3 separate regions of the Mus musculus genome follow, and regions 1 and 2 are each linked to region 3. The links are chromatin contacts, called in public Hi-C maps. All regions are on one chromosome and are shown on one strand. The core of a region is the stretch at or near the end of the contact, and the rest is flanking DNA. Distances in the headings are between cores, read along the strand shown.

Evidence for each region. A called contact is a pair of places that touch in the nucleus more often than the background predicts.
Region 1: a Hi-C map of the C2C12 cell line shows a contact between it and region 3, with 5 times the contacts expected there. The contact joins two enhancer-like sites. A contact is called at or near these places in 1 of 15 datasets of contacts at CTCF or cohesin (pro-B cells), 9 of 484 Hi-C or Micro-C datasets (the C2C12 cell line, the G1E-ER4 cell line, the HL-1 cell line and 4 more), 3 of 115 datasets of contacts at active chromatin or transcription factors (embryonic stem cells and fibro-adipogenic progenitors) and 1 of 9 other capture datasets (embryonic tail).
Region 2: a contact with region 3 is called in a Hi-C map of the N1E-115 cell line, with 11 times the contacts expected there. The contact joins two enhancer-like sites. A contact is called at or near these places in 1 of 484 Hi-C or Micro-C datasets (the N1E-115 cell line) and 1 of 115 datasets of contacts at active chromatin or transcription factors (embryonic stem cells).

The regions. Positions count from the first base shown.
Region 1 is chr1:73,269,556-73,273,085 of GRCm38.p6, forward strand. It overlaps Gm29185 (a long non-coding RNA gene), which reads left to right. Exons shown (of 5, transcript XR_865539.3): 3 at 210-311. Among named protein-coding and RNA genes, the nearest start is that of Gm31344, 93 kb to the right of the region's middle. Within about 2 kb of position 1,381, at least 27 of the 459 cell types and tissues checked have an H3K27ac peak or open chromatin away from gene starts, as enhancers often do. A contact at or near this core is called in the C2C12 cell line and muscle stem cells, where this site is marked.
Region 2 is chr1:73,454,772-73,458,179 of GRCm38.p6, forward strand. No RefSeq gene overlaps it. Among named protein-coding and RNA genes, the nearest start is that of Pinc, 49 kb to the left of the region's middle. Within about 2 kb of position 2,045, at least 9 of the 459 cell types and tissues checked have an H3K27ac peak or open chromatin away from gene starts, as enhancers often do. A contact at or near this core is called in the N1E-115 cell line, where this site is marked.
Region 3 is chr1:72,967,589-72,971,379 of GRCm38.p6, forward strand. No RefSeq gene overlaps it. Among named protein-coding and RNA genes, the nearest start is that of Gm31137, 15 kb to the right of the region's middle. Within about 2 kb of position 2,008, at least 51 of the 459 cell types and tissues checked have an H3K27ac peak or open chromatin away from gene starts, as enhancers often do. A contact at or near this core is called in the C2C12 cell line, the N1E-115 cell line and muscle stem cells, where this site is marked.

The sequences.
Region 1 (3,530 bases), core at 131-2,630, 300 kb after region 3:
GGGACCCAGAATTCTTAAAGGGAAAAAAGCCAGGGAAGAGTGAAGCAGGTGTTTCCTGCTGTCCAGTCCTCAGAGGAACACTCAGCCCTGGGAGGGAGCTTTCCACACCCTGAAAATTAAGGAAGCCATACTTTTCCATCAGCCTAATTTAGTGGTCAGACTCACAGTCACCAACACAGCTTCTTCTTCCCTCTTTCCCCGTCTCTTAGCCTCAGAGGTGTGAGAGACCAGTGAAACCTCCATTCTCTGGGATCCTTCTTGCACCTGGAATACATAGCAACTATGGAATCGGCTTTTTGAACGTGTAAAAGGTAGCTTTTGGTTTTGAGAATTCTCCTTTCTGTTTTGTCTATTTATCTTCTGGGATCCACTGGTAAGAGCTTTTCAGTTTCTCTGTGTCCTGGGTCTTATCTGCTTTAAAAACAAACCACAAGCAAACAAATCCCCCTAATCAAAACAAACAAACGAACAAACAAACAAACAAACTTGCCCATATCAATCAATTTTTATTTCCTTCCTTCCTTCCTTCCTTCCTTCCTTCCTTCCTTCCTTCCTTCCTTCCCCCTCCCTTCCTTCCTTTTCTTTCTTTCTTTTTTTCTTTTCAATTTTTGTGTTGAATGTGAATGTTTGTATCCATGCCTAATATACCTTTCTTTACCTAAAAGTAAAATAAGAGGTAGACCCAGTTTTGGGGTGGAATATAGCTGTGAACTTGTACACTACAATCCCTAAAGTTACCGAGTCCTTTAGCTGAGCTCCTCTAAACCCACTGAGCAAACTAAGATACTCGTGACTTAGAAATATTTACGTTACATCCCTCTGGTTGTAAGCTAGGTCTCTTTAAGTATTTGTGAGCTTGCCTACGCTCTCTCCTTTATTCTTTCTCTCTTCCATCCGACCACTGTGCATTTCTCTTTTTCCTTCCCAACTGTGAGTAATCCAGGAGAAAAAATCATGTATGTGAGTGGGTATCATGGACCCTCCCAAATTTAAAAACAAAAAGATTTACTAGTTCCCTTACACATTTTTTTTAAGACTAAGGGAGAGTTTAAAAAAATGAAGCAAAGGATGAAGGGAACGAAGAAGGAAGAAAACAAAAGAGGATGAAGATGAGCTGGGGCATTGGGTGATGTAGAGAAAACACCATATATCACCCAGATGTTTGTCTACAGTGCCCAAACATCAGGCTTTGGGGAGACAATCGGAAGACACAATGCTTCTTTCAGGGCAGACAACTGCTCACAGCCCCATGGCCTCTCTCCCTGTGAGTGTGTCTATCCCTTTCAAACCTTTTTGTGGTCAAGTTATAAAGGCCTGTTTAGTAGGTGGGATGACGTCACACTGACCACAAAAGCTTATATTTCCTGCTACTAAATACACAGCCCCTGCTGACGAAGTGGTCATTACAGAGCTGGCTTGTTCTGTCTAGGTCACTCAGAGTGGGGACAAAGGCACTGGGGGGAGGGGGCCTGTTGAGAGAGCACAGCCATTATTCCCAAGTGTGTCTGCTGGCCTGCTGATTCTCATCTTGTTGGAACTAAAAGATGAAAATAGAAGTCCCTTTGTGCTTCCTGGGGCTCTTTCTCAGGAAGGATGCAGGAGCATCCTGGGCGGCCACATGGTGGAGAGAAAGGAACAGATGAAATCCAGGTCGTTGATTCTGATCTCTCATTTCTATGCAGAGTGATTCCATCTCTCTGCCTCTGAGCACAGCAGTCTCCATTTTACAAAGGAGAAGAGGATTTTATGCAGGAATCGAATGAGATCACGTGTCTGACATTTTATTTTTCCAATGTAAACATCATTTCTTTCTTCAGGGTTCTTACAGTACCTGGGACACATGGCAACTGTGCGTTCTCCTTTTTGAATGTGTAAAATATAGCTTTGGGTTTTGAAAATAAAATTTTGGTTTATTTTCCAGGAGTAACTAGTAAACAGCATTCTCTTTGTTTTTGACTGTTCCATACATCATACATTTCTATATAATGTATTATGTTTATATCCACCATATCACTCTCTTCTATACCTCTTCGTTAGCTCTGAGATTTCTTTTTTCCCACCTAATGTCCCAGTGTCTACACTATTAAACAAAATAGCATCCCATCTTCCAAGGATTGTCGATAGTTATTAGGCCCTCAGGAAGAGATGAGAGCTTTCTAGGGAGGGGAGCAGACACATCCTTTATCCATGGTGGGAAGTTAAAGGTTCAATCTTATGTGGGTTCCTTGTGACGATGTCAAATCTTGGTGGCAGTGTTATAGACTTAAATGAGAGAGGAAAATTGCCAAGATGCCATCTAAGAAGCCACACCAAGAACTCAGAGAAACAGAGAGGGAAGAGAAAGGATCAGGGAGATACCATGGAAGCAGTGGTCTTGTGTTGGGTCTAGGAATGTGTAAGATTTCAGTGTACAGCAGTAAATTAAAGGTGACAAGGTAAGGAGCCACACCCATGAGCCCCTAAGTGTCGCCTGACATTACAGCAGCACGCAGCGTGTTCAGTGTCAGTTTTTTGGCATTTGAACTGCAGATGAAACAAAATTACACAACTACAACTTCTAAATATTTCCCACAATCAGACTAATTTCAACATTGACAGAAGCAGAAAACCACTGTTTAGCCAAGATCCTACGGAATTTTCCTAGCCTCAGCTCTGAGCTTAGACAAAGAAGGGCTCAAATTCCCCCACTTTCCTTTCTTTTAACCACCCCTCTGTCCCAGCTTGAAGGACTATTATGCACAGGACTACAACCCCAAACAGGACTTTGACACTCGTCACCATGGTGATTAGAGAAGAGATTTGTTGCTGTTTTCCATGTAACAGGTGATAGGGACAATTATCTGCCTAACCAGCTGCCTAACCTGGTTGTGGACCAAGGTTATTTAGGCTGGTTCCCTATGAAAACAAAAACTTGAAAACCTTCCATGTTCCTTTTACCCTCTGGGTCTACCATGCATCTACTGGGGATGTGTTTCCTAGCAAGGCCCCTGGCTAACATTAGGGGCCTCTCTTAGGAGCCTCTGTTAGGTCTAACACCCCATGCACCCCTGTTCTGAAGACGTGGCACCCGCTGTGTCTCAGCAGTTCCCCATAAGCTGCCAGCCCCTGGCACAGACATTAGCTGTTAACTGTGTTTCCCCTGGAATACCCTGGATGAGCTGCTGACAGGGACCACAACTACTGTTTGCATTTCCTAATTTAAAAAAACAAAAACAAAAACAAAGTGTGTGTGTGTTTGGCAATAGAGGAAAGTCAAGTCAGGCAGGCAAGTTCAGAGTCCAGCCATAGGGGAGAGGGTCCTGGGTCCCCTCCATTGAAGTGTTTGGGGGAGAGCAGGGTTCCCAGAAGATGAGGTGACTTTCAGAGAAGGACAGCATCCCTGTAACCCCAGGCACATCTCTGAAAACAGAGCTGAGAGAGAGTCACAAGTTGGAGCATACTAGTAAGCTAATAAAAGTGTTAAGAAGTAAGACAACATAAAAAAAAAAAACTGATAACTGGAACTCAGGAGAAACAAGAATTCTGAAAAG
Region 2 (3,408 bases), core at 795-3,294, 490 kb after region 3:
GCACAACTGGCCAGTCCTCACTTTCTGCCCATGCTCTAAATCTTTTGTCCTTTGCTACTTTACACATACTGCCGCTACTGAGATATTACACCCAATGGAATATGCACAGTGTTCAGCAAGTGGAACACTGTATATACACACACACACAGAGAGAGAGAGAGAGAGAGAGAGAGAGAGAGAGAGAGAGAGAGAGAGACAGACAGACAGACAGACAGACAGACAGACAGACACAGACACAGACACAGACACAGACACAATTTCAGAGCTCTCAGAGGGTGTCCAACTCAGTAAACACTCGCTGACATTTGCTCTCTTGCTCCTTGAACTCTTTCTCCTAGTCAACCCTCTACTGAGTTTCTTCCCACTCATTAAGAAACCAACATGGTGGGAGGATTTTGTTGGTTAGTTTGTTGTTTGTGAGTTTTTTGGATTTTGTTGTTGTTGTTTGTTTTCTCTTGTTATTGTTCTTTATGCCTGGCTTTTCTAAGACACTCAAGCCCCCTTTTTATCAGAATTGTTTCTATGTGCTTCTTGCTTCTGACTAGGCTACCTTATTATTATGCATAGATTCTCTATCTCTATACATCAGTGTTTCAGATGAACACCTGCCCTAGTGTGGGTGCCTAATAAGTGCCAGGGGAAGAATGGAGGACAAAGAATGCGTCAATAAGAGCTTGGTGGCTCTAAAGTGAAACACACAGGGCAGGTGAATGGGAGGGAGCTTGTTCTCTGTTGTCACTGCTGTTCTTCAAAAAAAATGACTACATTCCACTCAAGGGCTGGTGGACACAGTTCAGCCACAGGTAGTTTCTTCTTTGTCTGTGTAAAGTACTGTACACAATGATTCAGGATACAGAACAAAATGAGGCCAGCTTCATGAACTGGGGAAGATGGCAGCTGGGCACTGGGGAGCAGATAATAAGGCAAATAAATGGAGTGACTTCCTTGGATGTAAAGAAGCTGATGGCCCCAAGGGTAATATGTAGAGAGGAGAAATGGGACCAAAGACCAGGCTGTGATTTGAACCCTTGTTATAAGAGTAGGATTTAGGAACCAGATGATGTCAACAAGTCTGCAAGGAGGAAATTCATATGAAAGACCAGAAAGTGCCTTTAACCATCACCCCCTACCACCTCTAACAGCTATTTCTTGTATCATGATTCATTATGTCTAGTATCCTGGTATCCATATATCCCTGGAAACCTATGCTTATGTCCAGATCAGCAAAGGCATGACCACAGTAGTGGGCATCTATCAATCTGCATAAAGTCAGTTTTTAACAAGGGAACACATGAAAGGGCCTGGAGCCAATACTGACTCAGTCAGGCAAGCAAGACATTAAGTTCCCTCTCAGACTTGCAATTTGAAGGTGGGACTGTGTACTGTGGACAGGATCTCTTGAACTCTAGGGCCTCAAGAGAATAATTCTATACCATCAGTTAGTGAGAACTTGATCAATTAATTTTAAATAAAAAGATAAGACCAAAGTCACAACTTGACAAGGCAGTTCCTTCTAGTCATCCCAACACTTATGGAACACCCCTACAATGGGCACAGCCTTTTATAGGGCAGCAGGTGTAGCCTGGGGCTTGTTGGAAAGTGTTATCCTGACAGAGGAAAACAAAACCAGGGATGAGAGATGAGTAAGTGCACCTGTCGGAATAGAATGGTAATTGCTCAGGATGCATGTGAGGAAGCTCTGAGTGCTGTGGACAAAACCCTCAGTGTAGTCATGAGGAACTATTTATCCTCAATGTCCCTGGGAGAAGGTGGGGCTGATCTTTGGAGCCTACTGGCTTGTATCGCCTTCCAGCTAAAGCTATTAAAGGTGCCTGCTCACACTCAGTGAGTAGAGCAGGCGTTACACAACCTCTGCCCTGCTGTGTGACCCCACAAATGAGGGCAGCTCTCCTTTTTCAAAATGCTATTTTTAAAACAACCAAATTCCCCCACCCCCACCCCCCAGCCCAGAAGAAGGAACTGCTTTGCCTTGCCAGTCTTTGGCACCATCGTGCCTTGCAGTAGATGTCTTCTGCTGTCACAGTGTCCTGATTAACATTAACCACGCAGTGCAAGTGAGTCACTCAGAAAGGATGGAAAGAGCAGATGAAAGATGGTAATTAACCCCTGACACACACACCAACTACTTCAATGTTTGTCCTGAAAGATCCAGAAGAATCAGGACTGGAACACAGGAATCTCAAGTGTGGAATATGTAATAAACGAGAGCAGGAGCAAAAGCTATTACCGGCTCTGTGTTTATCTTCAGTTTGGTGAATTTCAGAAGAGCGTGCCTTTGGCTGGTAGTCCTGGAAGATGTGACTGTTCCCTGCCTGTTGGAGGGCCATGACCTGAACTCTCAAAAATCACAGCTGACCTTGTCCAGCCCTGCCTAAACAACTGCACTGGCGCCATCTCCCCTTCACAGACCTACCCCACAGTCCCAGGTGTATGGACTGAAAGCCATTTTGGGTGGAGAATATATAACCATGAGAGAAAGTTAAAGCACAGAAACACAAAACTCAGGGCTGATCAAGAAGTAATTAAGTATTATTTATAGATCATCTTTCCCTTGCCAGACAATGCAATGGCTTCTTCTTGCTGAATGTTTTCTCCAAGGCTCAGATTCACACATCTCCTTGGAGTCTACCTCCCTGGCCCTGAGACACCTCCCCCCAACTTCCTAGCGAGCACCATGCCCTAGATTTCCTTGTTGACAGAACAGACCTGGAAGAAGCATCTCAGATGGTTTGGGGAGTATTTATAGGATAATTATAAAGTCCCCTCTAAAATCTATGACCATTAACCTGGGTTCCAAATTGAAACTATTTATCATCTGTGCTTTAGTTTCCCCGTCCCCTACCTTAGGAAAGGGAAGCAAGGCTTGGCCAGGAAGGAATGTATAGCTTTGCAGAGTCTGTGCACTCAGCAGGAATCAGGTTGTTATGGCCTGTCAGGCAAAGAAGTAGGCTGATTGCCAGGAGCCTAAAAACCGCAGCCTCTGGGCCTGAACATGGCATACCCAATAGCCACTGGCAGACAGAGAGAGAGAATGCGGTTAGGAATTCCTACCAACAAGTTGCCTGACCTGAGATAAACTGTATCTGTTTTCTGAACACCAGAAAATGTTCAGTTTAACAGGAATTCACCACACTTAGAATCCAGGTCTCCTTTTTCTTTCCCAGAGTCCTGGAGGCTGTATGTGTTTAGAGGTTGTCATGACCTTCCCTGTCTCTGATGAGTCCATTGGAAGACAGTCTTATCCTATCCTATTCTGTCTTACTCTACCCTACCCTAGCCTACCTAAACCTACCATACCCTATCCCACACTACCCTACCCTACCCTATCTCACCCTACCCTACCCTACCTTGCCTTACCCTACCGTACTCTAGCCTAGATTGGTATGG
Region 3 (3,791 bases), core at 758-3,257:
CCAACACTGGCTGAAGAGATAGATGAGTTCAGAGTTCAGAGGGTACATGGAAAAGCCACATGGGCTTTTTTTTTTCATTTGCTTCTTTTCTTTTTTAAGACTTCCAGGAGTGTGCAGAGTGCTGGCTTTGCTGGAATGTCTTTAAGCCACATGCCTTACCCCAGCTTGGAGCTCAGTTTTGATGCCAAGCCCCATGCACCTGGCTGTCCAAGCATAAGGAAAGAAAAATCCATCATCCAGGGTTGTTTTAAAAATAGTGTAGCTCTTTGATTAAATGGCTCAACAGCCCTGAATCAAGCTTTCTTTGCTCTAGCCTGTGATTTGTGCAACTGACCTGATTTTAGTACAGGACTCTAAATATAAGAGGAATGCAATGATTATAAAAATTCCTTAAATTGGTAAGGAAGTGCAGTCACTGATCATACATCTATTAAGCATGTGTTTGTGTTTGTGTGTGTGTGTGTGTGTGTGCATGTGTGCATATATGTGTTCCCACAAATGCCTCAAAAGCCTTTAACTGCAATAACACTTTTTGATGATGTCACCTAAATTCTGGGTACATGTTGTCATATGCTGATATTAATATACACTCCTACACACATACAGACACACATATACACATAACATGCACACATGCACTTCCTTGTACTCCAAACACATAGAGATAACTTTATAAATGACAGGAAGCAGAATGTCTTGGTCACTGTCTACCTCAAGTCATGGCATCCCTGCCTGCCCTGGCCTGGCTTTGATGGATTCTAAGAACTTCTATGCCCTCATCCAGGCTTGGGAAGTTTCTAATTCTCTCCTGCTTCCTTCTGATATTTATTATCCCAGGTCACTGAGGTATCTTTCATCTTATGTTCTGAAACACTCTTAACCAACCACATCATTTTTTTTGAGTGATCAAAATAAGACAGACTGTAATGTCTTTACAGGTGTGGATCTGTGGTATCTGTAGGGCAGTTCAATGCATATTTTGGGAGGAAACTGACCAGTAGAGATGAAAAGATTTGCAAGTTTGCAGAGGTATGAAGTAGTCACTCTGCCACTCCTCATCTCTAGCTGATATAACCGCTACCTAAAAGGTGCAGACAAAACCCCACAAGGGTGTCAGTCAGGACCAGAGTCCTGGGGGGTGGTGCTGAGTCTGGGGACAAGCTGATCTTTCTGTGACTCCGTTGCTGACCACTTCACTTAGGGCAGTACTATTTGGCTCAGCTTCTAGTAGTTTCTTCTCTTTTGAAATCTGCATATTGCATTGGAATACATAGATGTAGCTGGCTTGGCTTAACGCTGTCTGCTCTGGAAGTTTGCAGCTATGGGGCAGAAGAACCCCAGATCTACCAGCCCCTCTCTTGCTTCCAAAGATGTGGGACTGTGGTTTAGTAGAAGTCTAATCTTGGGGTCGGGCTGCAAGGTTAACCTCGGGCACTCCACTCTGTGCACGCTTATCCCATCAAACACACACACACACACACACACACACACACACACACACACACACACACACACAGAGTTATTGCTGAACACTAAAGATACAAGACCCTGTGAGTGCCACAGGGTCTCCCACAGCTCCAAAGACACAAAGCTTCCATCCCTCTGGTTAGAGCTGGAAAGAAAACAAGTACACACGAGTATTCTGTTGCTCAAACAAAAAGAACTGTGTGCATGCACATGGAAGACTGATGGCCTCTGGCCAACGAGACATAATTGTGACCTGACAGACTTGTAAGATGGCCTGCTTACGTGTATCCCAGCCCAGGCTGAGGTCACGGTGCACATGACAAGCCTGGGAAAGGAAAGTCTGGCATAAAGAAAGTTTAAATTAGCTGGGCACAGGGGAGAGAGAGAGAGAGAGAGAGAGAGAAATATTTCCATCTCTCTTCTGACCGCCCCCTGCTCCCCCCCACCCCCACCCCGCAACTTCCCTGAGTCGGAACAGCATGGGACAGGCTGAGACAGCTGCCTCTGCAATGCTTATGCCCTGTAACCAGAGCTGGTGCTTGCAGAAGCTTCCTGACAGCTGTGGAGATAAGGGGCAGAGCTTTAGCCTCTAAAGATTGGATGACCTACGTTGGTGCCCATCTGGGGTGGGGGTGGGGCAACTGAGCCCATAAATTTCTCAAGCCAGTGGATGGGAGTGGGAAAAAACTGAGGCCAGGTGGCAGCCACTGCTCATGGCGGCAGAATTGGGGAGCTCTCTGTTAAACCTTCGTGTGTTCCCACTGATCTCCCATTCTGAGTGGATCCTTTACAGAGGAAGAGAGGTCTGTGTGTTTTCTTAGACTATTTCTCCTTACCATTTACCTCTGTCAGCACAAAACCAGAAAAACAAAACAAAACAAAACAAAACAACAACAACAACAACAAAAAGAGCAAAACACACGTTGAGGCCCTAGGTTAAGCAGGGGTCTAGATCCTGTGGTCAACCCACCTCTAGACTTCCAGGGCATCTCCCCTTACTCTTGCCAAGGGTAGCCTTGTCTCTTTTCCCACCTGAGTTTTCTCATCCCTAGGAGACTGGGCCAGGATATTTATTTATTTATTTATTTATTTATTTATTTATTTATTTATTTATATCACCCCCTGTACATCCCAAGAGGCCAGGACATAATTCTCACTGCCTGGCTGATGGTTCTTCCAGACAGGCTCAACCCTCGGGTTGGTTCTCCCACAAGCTAAAACACACTGTGTGTGGTGGTAGTGGGACTTGACTCTGAATCTCATATTCTGGCCCTTCTTTCAAGTTTCTCTCCTCCTCCTCTTTCTCTTCTTCCTCCTTCTCCTCTTCCCCCTCTTCCTCTCTCTCTTCTTCCTCCTCTTCCTCCCCTTTCCTTCCTTCTGCTACTGGGGATTGAACCCCAGGGCCCCAAAGATGTTAAGCAAGCACTTAACTGAGTACCACTGAGATGAATTTTCAGACATCTTTTCTTTAGAAAAGAATAAATGGAGATGAGATATTCTCACGATCATGCCAAGCTACCAAGTGGGAGCGGGAAGTTTCCGGGCTGGCTTCCAACTCCCTTTACTGTCCAAGTGGCCTTGAACTCGATATCCTCCTGCATTAGCCACTGAGTGGAGAACAGGTTTGTACCACCAGGCCCGACTGCTTTGTTTCTTCTCTCCTAGTATTTTGCATCTGGTGGCTGCTTCTGCCTGTGCCCTGGCCCCTGGTCTTGGATGTGGAGATACATCGTGTCCTGGTTTGCAGTGTTCACACCTCGCATGAGATTTGCACGAAGTTAGACGACTCCTTCTTAGTCTCCTGTCCCCTGCCTCCTTGGCAAAGATGAGGGGAGACTTAGCTCATGTTGGTGCCCATCCTTGTATACTTAGGCTACATGCCAAACAACTAAGACTGTCCCTGTCTGTCCCCTTTCTAATAGCATGGCAGCCTTGACAGGAACGGAGACAGATCATGGAACTTGGCTGAGTTTGCCTAGCAGCTGCCCCAGACAGACCTCAAAGCATGTGAACAGCAAAACCGGAGGCAATGACAGCTAGAGATCTGAGTTCAAGACCATGAGTGGATACTCAGTAGATGTGAGACCCCAGACTGCCTCCTCATCACTTAAAATAGGAATGATCCGAGAGTCATACATGTGTCTTGAGGTGGATATGAGCATCATAACAGGGAGGAAGATGTATGGCACATTGTCTTGTAGATGATTCATGGTGGCTGTTAGCAAAGAGAGGAAAGGAGAAAGGGAAACGTTCCAGACTTCCACTTTTGCAAGTTCTGAAAATGGAACTTAATGAGACAGAGGGGCTCTGGAGTTTGGGTTCTG